Linked DNA regions of Pan troglodytes: region 2 is linked to region 1. A link is a contact called in public Hi-C data. All regions are on one chromosome and are shown on one strand. The core of a region is the stretch at or near the end of the contact, and the rest is flanking DNA. Distances in the headings are between cores, read along the strand shown.

Region 1 (7,263 bases), core at 3,005-5,504:
GTGTACTTTTATTTAAAATTGTTTTTGAAATTCCAAATGATTTCATGTTAATATAAAATACTTAAAAATATATATCCCCAAATGACTATAACTCCTATTGATGACATTTCTAAATGCGCAGTACTCTCTGGTTATTAAATTACAGTCCCTTTCTAGCCTATCTGTCCCTCCGCCTTTTGTTTTTTACTTTATTTATTTTAAAATTTTAATTGTGATAAAATACACATAAAATTTACTATCATAATCATTTTAAGTGTACAGTTTTAATAGTATTAAGGAAATTTACATTATTGTGCAGCCATCACCACCATCCATCTCTAGAACTTTTTAAAGAAAATTATTAAACATTTTTTTTTTTTTGAGACAGGGTTTTGCTCTTGTTGCCCAGACTAGAATGCAATGGTGCGATCTCAGCTCACCGCAACCTCCGCCTCCCGGGTTCAAGCAATTCTCCTGCCTCAGCCTCCCAAGTAGCTGGGATTACAGGCATGCGCCACCACTCCCTGCTAATTTTTTGTATTTTTAGTAGCGACAAGGTTTCTCCATGTTGGTCAGGCTGGTCTCGAACTCCTGATCTCAGGTAATCTGCCTGCGTCAGCCTCCCAAAGTGCTGAGATTACAGGTGTGAGCCACCACGCCCAGCCAAATTATTAAACTTTTTAAAGAGCAGTTTAGTGTCACAACTTTTAAAGGAACAGTTTTAGGTTCACAGAAAAATTGAGAGCAGAGTACTGAGTTCCCATGTACCCACTATCCCCACAGGTGCACAGATCCCCTGCTTGACATCTTCCACCAGAGTGCTGCACTCGTTATGATCAGTGAACCTACACTGACACATCATTATCACTCAGAGTTCTCCAGAACCTTTCATCTTGCATAACTGAAACTCCATCCCCATTGAACAATAACTCCCATTCTCTTCCCCCCAGCCCCTGGCAGCCATCATTCTGCTGTCTGTCTCTATGATTTTCATGACTAGGTATGTCATATAAGTGGGCTCACACAGTATTTATCTTTTTGTGTCTGACCTAAATTACTTAGTGTAATGTGTTCTCAAGGTTCATCTGTGTTGTAGGATTTGTCAGAATTTCCATCCTTTTTTTTTTTTCTTTTTGAGACAGAGTCTTGCTCTGTTGCCCAGACTGGAGTACAGTGACACAATCTTGGCTCACCACAGCCTCCACCTCCCAGATTCAAGCGATTATCCTGCCTCATGTCACCACGCCCGGCTAATTTTTGTATTTTGAGTAGAGACGGGCTTTCACCATGTTAGGCAGGCTGGTCTTGAACTCCTGACCTCATGATCCATTCACCTTGGCCTCCCAAAGTGTTGGGATTACAGATGTGAGCCACCGTGCCAGCAGAATTTCCATCTTTTTTTTTTTTGAGACAGAGTTTTGCTCTTGTCACCCAGGCTGGAGTGCAATGGCATGATCTCAGCTCACCATAACCTCCGCCTCCCAGATTCAAGCGATTCTCCTGCCTCAGCCTCCTGAGTAGCTGGGATTACAGGCGCCGCCACCATGCCCAGCTAAATTTTTATATTTTTAGTAGAGACAAGGTTTCACTATGTTGGCCAGGCTGGTCTCGAACTCCTGACCTCAGGGATCCACCCACCTCAGCCTCCCAAAGTGCTGGGATTACAGGCATAAGCCACCATGCCCGGCTCAATTTCCATCCTTTTAAAGGGCAAATCATATTCCTTTGTGGGTATACACCACATTTTGGTGATCTATTGTTCTGTTGAGGGACATTTGTGTTGCCTCCACCTTTTGGCTATTCGGAATGATGCTGCTATGAACAAAGGTGTGCAGCTATCTCTTTGAGACTGTGCTTTCAACTTTGGTAGTTACACACTCAGAAGTGGAATTGGGGCCGGGCGCAGTGGCTCACGCCTGTAATCCCAGTGCTTTGGGAGGCCGAGGCAGGCGGATCACATGAGGTCGGGAGTTTGAGACCAGCCTTGCCAACATGGTGAAACCCCGTCTCTACTAAAATACAAAAATTAGCTGGGCGTGGTGGCAGGTGCCTGTAATCCCACCTACTCAGGAGGCTGAGGCAGGAGAATCGTTTGAACCTGGTAGGCAGAGGTTGCAGTGAGCCAATATTGTGCTACTGCACTCCAGCCTGGGGAACAAAGCGAGACTCCGTCTCAAAAAAAAAAAAAAGAAAAAGAAAAAGAAGTGGAATTGCCGAATTGAATGGTCATTCCATTTTTAATTTTTTGAGGAACTGACATACTGCTTTCCACAGCAGCTGTACCATTCTACGTTTCCATTAACAGAGGACAAGAGTTCCAATTTCTCCATCCTCACCAACACTTATTTTCTTTCTTTCTTTAGTTTTTTAATAGTCACCATCCGCATGGGTGCGAGGTGGTATACACTTTTGCTTTTTAGCTTTTATTAAAAGCCTGGTGTCTTTCGGTCACAATCCTTTTCTTCAAAGCCTAACTGGGCACTTCAGTGTTCAGCTGTATATTTCCTTTCTCGAAATATGTACAGTAGGAGTATGTTTTCTCTCTGACTTAGGGAAAACTGAGTTGATGTCTTCAGGTGGGGGAACAATTAGCCAGCAGAGACATCTGCCCCCTCAGAGAGTGCCTGGAATGATTCAGCCAAATTTTCTGACTTGCAAGGGGTCCTTTTCTGCTATTAAGGCTCCTGAGCACCCGTCCCAAAGTTGTATGTTCCCCCAGAGAACAGCTTTCCCAGATGGAATCTTGGTGCAGCTGTCGGAGGTGCTTGGGTACCCTTCCATGTTATATGTTATGTGCATGTGAATTTAGTGACAGGAACCTTGGTCTCACTGAGAAGTAATGAAAAGCGTCTAAAGTCTGTGATGCTAGGCCAGGGGCAGTGGCTCACGCCTGTAATCTCAGCACTTTGGAAGGCCAAGGAGGGTGGATCACCTGAGGTCAAGAGTTTGAGACCAGCCTGGCCAACATGGTGAAATCCTATCTCTAATAAAAATACAAAAATTAGCCGGGCATGGTGGTGCGTGCCTGTAATCCCAGCTACTGGGGAGGCTGAGGCAGGAGAATCACTTGAACCCAGTAGGCAGAGGTTGCAGTGAGCTGAGATCACACCATTGCACTCCAGCCTGGGCGACAGAGCAAGACCCCATCTCAGAAAATAAATAAATAAGTAAATAAGTAAAGAAATAAAAGTCGGCCAGGCGCGGTGGCTGACGCCTGTAATCTCAGCACTTTGGGAGGCCGAGGCGGGTGGATCACGAGGTCAGGAATTCAAGAGCAGCCTGGCCAAGATGGTGAAACTCCGTCTCTACAAAAAATACAAAAATTAGCTGGGCATGGTGGCAGGCGCCTGTAATTCCAGCTACTCAGGAGGCTGAGGCAGAGAATTGCTTGAACCCGGGAGGCGGAGGTTGCAGTGAGCTGAGATCGTGCCACTGCACTCCAGACTGGGTGGCAGATCAAGACTCTGTCTCAAAAATAAATAAATAAATAAATATAAAAATCTGTGGTTATAGAAGGTAATCATTATTACAACATTATACATTACAGCAATGTATCCTACAATTACGTTGAAGTTCGTAAAACACAAGTGGCACAATTTTTCCTTTTGGAGCCTCAGTCAGGGGTCTTGAGGCGGTGTCCCCAGGGGCACACCCTTTGGTTTCCGCCTCGGAGTGCTCAGCCCCAGCCCAGTGCCTCTGACCGGAGACCAGGGCCGCGAAGCAGCTTCTCTCCCGCTAGAGGGCGCTGGGCTCCTTGGTTGAGATCGTCTTCGGGACTCCAGGGAGGCCTCTGGCTCTCTTCCGGTTTGACTGGGCCTCCCGGGCTCTATTTTTAGGCCTCTGTGTTGGCCTTGGGCGTTCAGACCTGGAGACCCCGCTGAATCAGGGAATAGCGTAGTCTCTCACAGGATATGAGTGGTGACCCCTCAGGAGTCAGGGTCCCTGTGAGGGTGGGGTCACCGTTCACAGAGCACCCAAGGACCACGCAGGGGAGGTGGAGGGGGGGAAGAAGGCTTTTTTCTCACGTTTCGAGATTCGTTCTCACATTCGTTCTCAGACTTTGTTCTCACATTCTTTTTCAAAAGGAAAATAAAATTTTAAAAGAAAAATGCTAGGGACCAAAGAAAAACGTATTCATCTACATTGACTTCTATGGTACTTCCTGAAAAGTTGAAAATTGTGTGGGAGGCGCAGGAAGCCATCCCTTCTGCTTCCTCACTTGCTGGTGCGACCTCCTCGCAGCGTTTGGGCTCCGCAAGCTTTCAGCGGCACCAGTTCTGAGAGCAGGCGCCCAGGCCCCACCCTCAGCGCTTCCCACTCCATAGAGCCGGGTGTGGCCCAAGAATCTGCCTTTTTTGGCAAACACCTCGTTGGAGTCTCAGGCGGGTAATCCTCAAACCACACTTTGAGGCACTTTCCACGGGGCTCATGTCCTCTGATGCTGTTTGCTTACTTCTTACAGTTCTCACAGAAATTTTACACTCCCAATAGGAAGCCTCCATGCAGGAATTCCACACGTTTTAGTATTTTAGACTACCGGTTCCTTCTCCTCTGTGCGAGTCCCCAGGCAGGCCCTATCCTGAGTTCTGAAACGTGGTGGTGTCTTCAGCAACCCCTCAGTTCTAACCCCTGCTTCCTCAGTTCTAACCCCTGCTTGCTTCCCATTCCCGACCCTCAGCCTCCTATTTCTGATGCTCCGGGGCTGCCCTGAGCCTGGCAGCCTTCTAAATTTCTTTCATTTATTGCACTGAGCTCTTGGAAGAAATCTTCCCTCCTGCGATAGAAGCCCTTAAGTAAGAGTCTGGCTTTCCCTCTCTTTCCCTAGTATCAGGGTCTCACTCAACTCCAACTCCAAACTCACAAACACACACATGCTGTGTAGCTGCAACAACTGTGACTGTTCCCCAGGCATACTCCGGCAGCTAGACAACAGCTAATGTTCAGGTTTGTGCAGTGCGTCCTGCTTTGATGGTGCTGGGTAAAAGCTGAGGTCACCGGGCCTGGCGGCTCATGCCTGTAAATCCCAGCATTTTGGGAGCCCAAGGCGGGAGGATCGCTTGAGCCCAGGAGTATGAGACCAGCCTGAGCAACATAGGGAGACCCCATCTCTACAAAATAAATTAATAATGTAGCTACGCATGGTGGTGCGGGCCTGCAGATCCAGCTATTCAGGAGGCTGAGCTGGGAGAATTGCTTGAGCCCAGGAGGTTGAGGCTGCAGTGAGATGTGATTGCACCACTGCACTCCAGCCTGGGCGACAGAGGGAAACCCTGTGTCAAAAAAAAAGCTGAGGTCAACGAATTTAGGAATCAGTCATTACCCCACCCATGTCTGAGACAGCTGGGAATAGAACATATTGAGCAAAAATCCACTTTGGAGGCCGGGCGCAGTGCCTCACGCCTGTAATCCCAGCACTTTGGGAGGGTGAGGCGGGTGGATCACGAGATCAGGAGTTCAAGACCAGCCTGGCCAAGATGGTGAAACCCTGTCTCTACTAAAAATACAAAAATTAGCCAGGCACGGTGGCGGGCGCCTGTAATCCCAGCTACTTGGGAGACTGAGGCAGGAGAATCACTTGAACCCGGGAGGCGGAAGTTGCAGTGAGCCGAGACCGCACCATTGCACTCCAGCCTCGGCGACAGAGCGAGACTCCATCTCAAAACAACAACAACAACAACCACAACAAAATCCACTTTGGAGAATTTGATGCAGAGATGACAGGTAATTGGGAGAGGGGCTCCTGGCACCTCTGAGACTGACACAGATGGTATCTTTAAGACACACAGCTGGACAAACTACTGCCTCTTCAGCATGTATGAGAATGCCGGCAGAAGCAGACATCTAATTTCCTCCACTTCCCAGCTTTGATCACCTTCTTGCTCAATTTGCATGCTAATTACTAAGTCTCTGGTTAGCAGCCCCTAGCTATCTGCCCTAGGTCTGCTGTCAAGCTCTCACATCAATTCTGTCACCAGTTTGACTCAACTATCAGGATCAGCCTCTTGGAAGGGCTACTCCCGAGCCTACAGTCTGAGAGGCCACCCCACCCGCCCCCATTCAAGTATCAACTCCCCAGTGCCAATGGCAGCCATCAAAGAGAGCTGTCTGTCAGCACAGAGAGGTCCAGGGTTGTAGGAAGGGGGCTCACAAGTTGGCCTGGCCCTAAAGAAGGTAGGTACCAGGGCCCAGGTTTCAGACCTTGGTCTTGCATGCCGAGAAACTCTATTTTGTCCATGGCTCTGTGGTGCGGGGACTCAAGAAGCTCACAAGAGAATGATGCATAAAGCCATCACTTAAAATGAGAAATAAGATCAGATATTTGTGTCCGCATGACCAACCAAACAGGCAGGGGCAGGGCGCCGGGGGCTTTCCTTGGTGGTCATGGGTCAGAACAAGTATGGCAAGAGGTAGATTCCAGTGGAAATGGCACGGCTCTCTGCCTGCATTCAGTCAGCCAATACTCAGCTGGAATCTTCCCCATGGCTACACCAGTTATTAATGGCTGGCATCTGTTCAAATTTGTCAGTGTCTTTGCCACATCAGACCAACTGTTGTAATATCAGTTACATATTATTGCCATCACCTTTAACAATAGGTGCACATACACCTGCTGGAAGAGTCGGTTTTTAGTAGGCTGACAGCACTGTCTCTCCCCTAGACTGACTACACAATTCCTTAGGTGAAGTCCTGATTAGATAAGTAAGCAACAAGAGGAAGGGGCCCCAGGTGGGGAAGAACAATGAACAATCGTTCTGAGAAACACAAATCAGAATCACAAACAATGGCCTGTTCTGGGGGCACAATGTCCTCATTCAGCACATAGCCCCCTCCAGCACGGCCCTGTAAAATTTCCCTCCAGGCCCCCACCTCTTGGCAGACAGACGCTTCTCTGCTGTGCTGCCCATTGCAACGTTGCAAGGTATTTTCATACTTCCTCTTATAATCCGCCTTTCTTTACCTACAACTGTCTTGGTAAATTCCTTTACCACCTGCGACCATGGCCCCAGATTCGTACCCGTGCCATATTATACTTTAAGAGGTTCTATTCATTGGTTAGCTACCAGCATCTAGCACATAGTAGATGCTCAACGGCACAAATCAGCGTTCATGATGTTGAGCTCAACCGACCGCTAATGCCTAGATGGACTCTGCCAGTTTGCCTCCATGCTTCCCTTTTCCGAGCCTCCATGGTTGACTACTCTCAAAACTGTGACATTCTTTCCTTGCATCTGCCAGACTCAGGTGACCTTGCTGGCTCAACAATGAATATTTCACTGAGCACTT
Region 2 (7,263 bases), core at 1,818-4,317, 190 kb after region 1:
TAGCTTCCGCAGCTGTCAATGGCTCGCTGCCCACGGTGGCATGTGGGGAAGTTTTTACCTTCCCCCGGGACAGCTGCTTTGCGAGCTCTGGGCTGAGAAAGGCATTTGCCCCCTTCTTTGTCTTTTGAAACCAGCCCTTCCCTCTTTTTTGCATCCAGCTCTGAGACTGGATGCAAATTCCGTACCCATCCGCCTTCTCCTTAATGCTCGCTTTCCTTTCTTTATTAGAAACAATCCACTTTCCCTTCACCTCTCCCTCTCGAGCAGGCTGTGCTCCTGGTCTCTGTCTATTGTCCAGCCGTCAGAACAGCCGACAGCCTGTCTTCCCACTCAGAGAGAAGCCAGCTGTCTTCACCATCACCTGCCTGCCCCGCCCTTAGCCAAGAGGCTCTGCCTGGGGTGCACTGCCCACAGCCCCCCGGCTCTCGGCCCCTCCTGCACCCAGGGCTGCTCCCTCAGCCCCAGGTCCTGCCAGTCCTGTCGAAGGCAGCCACAGTGAGGACACAGCTGAAGTACTCTCCAGCCTGAGGGCAGACACGGCCCACTGTTGGGACTCCTGGCAGAGCATTCCCTTTGTCCCTAAAGAACAGACTTCCTCATAGGTCAGCAAAGCCCCACATGAGGGCCCAGGACAGCCTGAACAGAGATAGTGCTGGGGCCAAGAAGATGGGAGTGGGGTGGGCGAGGAAGCAGAGATGGGCAGGGCTGTATTGGATCCTGGCTTTCAGAAAACGTGAAAGAAGAGATGGTAGATTATAAAGGAAGTCAAGCTGAGCTCAGGGCGGGAGCAAGTCTCTCCTGCCTGTGCTGAGGGGAGGTGCCTCTGGCGGGCAGGGACCTCCGGGCACCGGTTCCAGGGCCCGGGCCCCGGAGTGGGAAGTCGAGGCCAACCCTCTCTCTTGGCCCTGCTGTTGCACGCAGGACGGGCCAGCCCCGGGTCATGCTCCTCCATCCTCAGCCTGGATGCCCTTCACACCTCCGGGCCTTTCCTACCACTGTTCACTCGCCTGGGGATGTCAGCGCCACCCTCTGCTTTCTCCTGTGTTTGGGCACAGGGCAGGCTCCCCTCTGCTGTGCACGCCGCCTCCATGCGCCATACGTGGACACCTGGGTGCCTCCACTGGCCCTGCCCCAGGTTCAGATGGGGCTCGCCTGCTCTGTGGTGTTGGGGGGGTGAGAACAGTTTCTGCCCGAGGGTCCCTGCTGACCCCCTCCTGGGTGGGGTGTTCTCTTTCTCAGAAAGAAGACGGCACCGTGAACCGGGACTTCAAGAAGACCAAAACGAGGGAGCAGGTCACCGAGGCCTTCAGAGAGTTCACTAAAGGAAACCATAACATCCTGGTGAGTCTGGCACCTCCAGAGAGGGTCTCTCCAGCCAGCCAGGGAGGGACAACTGTGTCTACTCTGGAGGTGCCCATGGGGAGGACAAGGCACCCCCAGGGACAGCACACCCCAGCCCGAGTTCGTAGGGCTCTGTAGAGAGGCCACTGGCAGAGACTTTTGTGGCTCTCTCACTCTGCCCTTTCAAAAGTCAAAGGCACGCCGGGCACAGTGGCTCACGCCTGTAATCCCAGCACTTTGGGAAGCTGGGGCAGGTGGATCACCTGAGGTCAGAAGTTTGAGACCAGCCTGGCCAACATGGTGAAACTCCATCTTTACTAAAAACACAAAAATTAGCCGGACATGGTGGCGCATGCCTGTAATTCCAGCTACTTGGGATGCTGAGGCAGGAGAGTCACTTGAACCTGGGAGGCGGAGGTTGCAGTGAGCTGAGATTTTGCCATTGCACTTCAACCTGGGCAACAAGAATGAAACTCTGTCTCAAAAAAAAAAAAAAAAAAAGTCAAGGGCACTGAAGTTAGTACCCAGGAAGGTTTGTATCCATCCTGGCCCCAGGCTTCTGCTTGGAAAGTAAAGAGGAAGGCGATGTGCTTGTCCCTGGCGTGCGGCGGGTAGGCGGGGAAGCTTGGCGGACACTCACTGACTCTCCCTTAGCCATCGGCCCCATAGCTCCAGAGAGCATTTCCCATGCCCTGAGAGAGAGAACAGTGCCCGCCGTCTGCCAGGTGTCATGCCAAGCGTGCAGCAAATCTTCACAGCAGACCTGCTGTGGGTAGACCTGCTTGTCCCCATTTTGTGTGCCCGAGGTCACACTGCTCCCTGCCAGCAAGAGCTGGCGAGCTGTCTCCGAGTCCAGGAGTGTGGGTTGTACAAGTTCATGACAAAGTTCTGTCTTGTGTGTTGCTGCTGCAGCGGCTCGCAGACTGGATAGATGCTCTGCCCACAGGGACCAGAGCACTGACCCTTCCAGCTGAGTCAGGGAATATTGTGCCACTGTGCCCCAAGTGCACGGCTCCCTGGGACAGTCAGAGATCCAGGCACATCTGGGACACGGGCCCTGGAGCCCCTGTGAATGGCACCTTCTGAACAGTCCACAGCAGCTGCAGAGCAAGTGGGGGCGGACCAGGCAGCCATTTCTCCAAGGAGACTCAGTACGGGCTGGAACTGGGAAATCTTCCTTTTCCAGCTGGGGAGGCTTCCGTTGGCTCCTGGCAAGCTCTGAGGCTGCAGGCAGGGGGAATGTGCCTGACTCTTTCGTAGCCCAAGTCCTCCAATTCCTGAGTCCCTTGCAGGGGAGGATCTCAGCCCCTAAGCAGTGACCACCATGGAACATGCCTCCTATGCCTGGGGTTTGTTCCTGGTGCTGAAGACTCCAGGGGGCTGCTCGGCTGGCCCTGCCAGCTGTCACTCTTTTCCAGCAGGCATTGAGGAACTCTGTGTACCTGTGTATGACGAGCTTCCCAAGGCAGCCCGGGGGTGAGACCCACAGAGCTGGCTTCTGGGGAAGATGGGGCACCCCCAAGGCCAGCAAAGCTTGACATGGGTTTATAGGGCTCCATGGAGAGGGCACTGGGAGAGATATTTGTGGTTCTGTCTCTTACCCTGTCCTTTCAAAAGTCAAAGGTACTGACATTTATGCTGAGAAAGACGCCACAGCAGCCCTGCTCGCAGGAAGCTGCCTCTAGATGTCCGGCGTTCAGGGTAAAGCACATTCACGGGAGGGACCACTAGAGGCCGCATGGGTGTTCTGACACTGCCCTTCCCGGCACCGCCTGCTCCTGGAGAAAGGGTGGTGGGAGAAAGGGCGGGAGTGGAGCCCAGCTGCAACCCCTCCTCTAGGCTGCAGTTTCTTCATTTGTAGATAAGGAGGTTGGAATAAGTGATCAGGGTAGGGTGTAAGGTCACTGTCATTTCTACAGTCCGTGACTCTAATGAGCTAAATGGGCTAAAATCCACCCCTTCCCCACGCGGTGCTTAAAAATCTGGTCCTCTTTCTATTCCCAGATCGCCTATCGGGACCGGCTGAAGGCCATTCGAACCACTCTAGAAGTTTCTCCCTTCTTCAAGTGCCACGAGGTAGATACTGGGCTTTTGCCCTCTTGAGCAGAATGCTGCGCGTGCCAACAGGCCTTCTCCTTCTCCTTCCAGAAGCCCGGGGCATCGGGCATTTTCAGGGTGGTGCAGCCAGAGGCAGGCCATCAGGGACCAGACCCTCGCTGCACGGGGGAGCTGCGTCTCAGTGCTTCCTGGGGTGACCACACGGGCTGTCCTGCCTGAGACCCCTGGCTATTGCCCCCTTTCTCCTCCCTTGTCCTTCCAGCTCCAGAGTCTTGTCCATTCTGGGCAGTGGTGGCAGGACTTATATCCCACACACCCCGTGGTCTCAGGGCAGAAGCTCTCTGAGCTGCTAGAGTAGCCAGGCACCCGCTGACCGCCACCTACATCTTCAGATGAGACCCTGAGGAGGGCAGGCAGGTCTTCAGGTGCCACTCTCGGGCAGGGCTGGAACCTCCCAACTTTGCATACGTTAGTTGGCAGGGGCAGCAGGCAGCAGGTGGGGAACTGAGACACCTGAGAGAGGCTCTGGGAGGTGTCAGCAGGTTCCCTGGAGGGGTGTGAGACCCTGACATGGGGAGTCCAGGTCCCCAGCCACATGACACATTCACACACACATTCACAGATCCCACACTCATCAATCCTATACCACACACATTCACAGATCACACTCATAAACTCTACATGCACACACCTTCACAGATCACACTCAAACCCTACATGCACACACATTCACAAATCACACACACATTCACACACATGCAGATCAATCACATGCATGCACACACATTCATACAACACATTAACACAAGTCATACGTATACAAACACACATATGTATTCATATATCCACACACATTTTTGTGTGCACACCCACTCATACACAAACATGCATGCCTTTACCAGTCTCACATACATACACACACACACACACACACACAGCTGCAGTCCTGGGGCTGGCTAATCCCATGGGTGGGTGGGTGTGAAGCGGGATCCTGCGGCTCCCTACAGCTGTGTAGGTGGTTCAGGAAAGCAGCCCCTCTCATAGGGACTGTCTTGTGGAGGCCCTCTTGTATGGGGTCTTATATGGAGGTGGCCTCAGCCTCAGCCTATGCCCACAGAGAAGGCTGCGGAGCCAGCAGGAGGAACTCATAGGGTCAGCCCTGGGGCAGCCAGCAGGGCGGTGCATCTTTCTGCAAACTACACCACCAGGCCTCCTCAGGCAGATGGTCTACCTTGCTCTGCATGTCATTCCCTGCGGGGCGCCTGGAGAGGATGGCTGCAAGGAGGGGGTGGCACACCCAGAGAGGAGACTCAGGCTTTGCTGTGCCCCTAGCAGGGAGCTCGGTCCTTCTCAGAATGTTCTTTGCTCTCCTTGTCCCCCAGACCCTCAGCTCCTCCTGTGGCCTCTCCTTTCCACTTGATGAAGCATCCTCCTGCCACCTGCCAGAGCCCCCTTTGCCCCAGCTGCCTCTCTGGACGATGGGGGTGCTGCCTGGCTGCCTGACCCCAGGGGCCAAGCCTGGGAGAACTTCAGGCCACAGAGCTCTGTCTCAAAGCCGTTCCCACCCTTCTTCAACACTTCTGCTTTTATTTCTTGGAAAAGCATTTTGTTCTACACTTTTTGGGGTCTCCCTTAAGGTCTAGAAAGAGGCCAAATCAGCTTGGGTCTGTTGTTTTCCACCTGCGAAGAGGAAGCCCCTTTTTTGGGCTCAGCCTCGCCAGGGGCCCCACCTGCCCTGCACTGCTGGAAGCTGGAATGTCACCTCAGCCCTTTCTGTGCCCCCGGCCTTCTGTGCCCCTGGCCTTCCTCTGGCCCCACTGAGGTGATGCAGGGGTATGTGTGGCCATATTTGGGAAAGCGCCTCGCTCCCATGCAGAGGCTCTGAGCTCACCCAGGAGGGGCAGGCTCTTTGGTGCCCACTATCCCTGGGCCAGGCTGGGAAGGCCCTATAGGGTCTGCCCACGCTGAATCTGCAGGGGATTGTGCTGCTGGGGTGGGGGTGCTGTGTGCATTTGAAACGGGTTCTTTACCACCCCCGCCCCAGGAGAGTTTGGACGCTCCTGGGCACCTTCCCCTTCACTGTGGTTCCCTGCAGAGTGTTTGGGAGGAGTCAGGTTCTAGGAGGCGGAAGGGCGAGGCCCCAGGTTGGGTTGTGGTCTAGAAAGAGTGGAAAGTTTGCCCAGGTGCAGTGTGATTCATGCCCGTAATCTCAGCACTTTCCGAGGCCAAGGCAGGAGAATGGCTTGAGCTTAGGAGTTTGGGACCAGCCTGGGTAACATAGTGAAACCCTGTCTCTACAAAAATAAAAAAACAAAAAGTTAGCCGGGCATGGTGGTGCATGCCTGTAGTCCCAACTACTCGGGAGGCTGTGGTGGGAGGATCGCTTGAGCCTAGGAGATCAAGGCTACAGTAAGCTGAGGTTGCACCACTGCACTCCAGCTGGGGCGACAGAGTAAGACCCTGTCTGGAAGGAAGGAAGGAAGGAAGGGAAGGAAGGAAGGAAAAGAAGGAAGGCAGGAAGGAAGGAAAGAAAGAGGGAGGGAAGGAGTGGAAAGTGTGCAGGCCAGAGTCAGGAGGTGAAGGGGTGCCTGCTGCTGCCCACACAGAAGGGTGGTCGCTGACCCTGGAACCCGATGCCCTCTGCCCAGGCATGGCCATTCTTGGGCCGGCTCTGCTGCCTGTCTGAAAATGGGGATTGGAATTGCAGGCACCCAACTGTCTGGCCTGAGCGAGCCTCCCCACCTGGTCACCCAGGCCCCAGGCCGCAGTGGGGAGGGCGAGGCCCGGGCTTCAGCTCACCCTTCACCCCCATGTTCTCCTCAGGTCATTGGCAGCTCCCTCCTCTTCATCCACGACAAGAAGGAACAGGCCAAAGTGTGGATGATCGACTTTGGGAAAACCACGCCCCTGCCTGAGGGCCAGACCCTGCAGCATGACGTCCCCTGGCAGGAGGGGAACCGGGAGGATGGCTACCTCTCGGGGCTAAATAACCTCATCGACATCCTGACCGAGATGTCCCAGGATGCCCCACTCGCCTGAGCTGCCCACGCCCTCCCTGGCCCCCGCCTGGGCCTCCTTTCCTCCTCCTGTGCTTCCTTTCTCGGTCCTAACTTTTCCTTCACTTACACCTGACTGACCCTCCTGAACTGCACTACAAGACACTTTGTAGAAGAGGAGATGAGAGTTTCTAGTCATTTTCCTAACTTCAGGGCTTGGAGGTGGTGTTTGCACTGCTTTTTGTAGAGAGGGTCACCTACTATAAGAGAAATGCCCAGTCTTAGAGGTGGGTCAGGTGTAGAACTGGAGGGGGTCCCTGGCTGCTGAGGGGACCCTACCAGATGAGCCCTGCCTCTGGAAGCCCCCTAGGAAGTGCCAGCCTGGACCTACCACCTGCGGAGGCCTGCTGCCCCCTGGCGGCCAGTGCTGTTAGAGTGCTGCCAAGCACAGCCTTATTTCTGCCGGGGCCTCCCCACCGGAGAGCCCAGGGGGCCCGCCGGGTTCCTGGTCCCTGGCTGGGAGCAGGGCTTTCTGGTAGTTGGGGCACAAAACCATTGGGGAACCACATGTTGACTGTGAGCAAAGTGTCTTCCGATTAGCAGCCTCAGGGATGCCCTGGTGGCCTCTCCAGGGCTGCTCAGGCAAGGCCCCCCACCCATCTGGTATGGAAACCTGCCGGCTCCAGGCCAGACCCAGGAGCCAAGAGAAGGCTGAAGCCAGCTTGGCTGTGTTCTCTGATCTAGGCCTTCCCAGAGGAGGCGAGCAGAAGCTGTGCCACTGGGAATTGCAACCCATGAGTTCAGAAGGCACACTCTGCCATGCTGAGGTCCAAGGGTGCTACCAGGGGAAGATGGGATCTATAGAGTC

Evidence for each region. Hi-C and Micro-C count contacts between places; a contact is called where the count stands out from the background.
Region 2: a Hi-C map of induced pluripotent stem cells shows a contact between it and region 1, with 2.8 times the contacts expected there. The contact joins two enhancer-like sites. A contact is called at or near these places in 5 of 7 Hi-C or Micro-C datasets (blood, induced pluripotent stem cells, a lymphoblastoid cell line and 1 more) and 1 of 1 other capture datasets (stem cell-derived neural stem cells).

What each region holds. Positions count from the first base shown.
Region 1 is chr1:22,459,962-22,467,224 of NHGRI_mPanTro3-v2.0_pri, forward strand. All of the region lies in intron 2 of LOC107970393 (a long non-coding RNA gene), which reads left to right. Among named protein-coding and RNA genes, the nearest start is that of PSEN2, 42 kb to the left of the region's middle. Within about 2 kb of position 4,255, at least 11 of the 24 cell types and tissues checked have an H3K27ac peak or open chromatin away from gene starts, as enhancers often do. A contact at or near this core is called in induced pluripotent stem cells and stem cell-derived neural stem cells, where this site is marked.
Region 2 is chr1:22,650,689-22,657,951 of NHGRI_mPanTro3-v2.0_pri, forward strand. ITPKB (inositol-trisphosphate 3-kinase B) reads left to right here. Exons shown (of 8, transcript XM_001141610.8): 6 at 1,240-1,341; 7 at 3,346-3,417; 8 at 6,223-7,263. The coding sequence ends at 6,438. Among named protein-coding and RNA genes, the nearest start is that of STUM, 89 kb to the right of the region's middle. Within about 2 kb of position 3,068, at least 4 of the 24 cell types and tissues checked have an H3K27ac peak or open chromatin away from gene starts, as enhancers often do. A contact at or near this core is called in induced pluripotent stem cells and stem cell-derived neural stem cells, where this site is marked.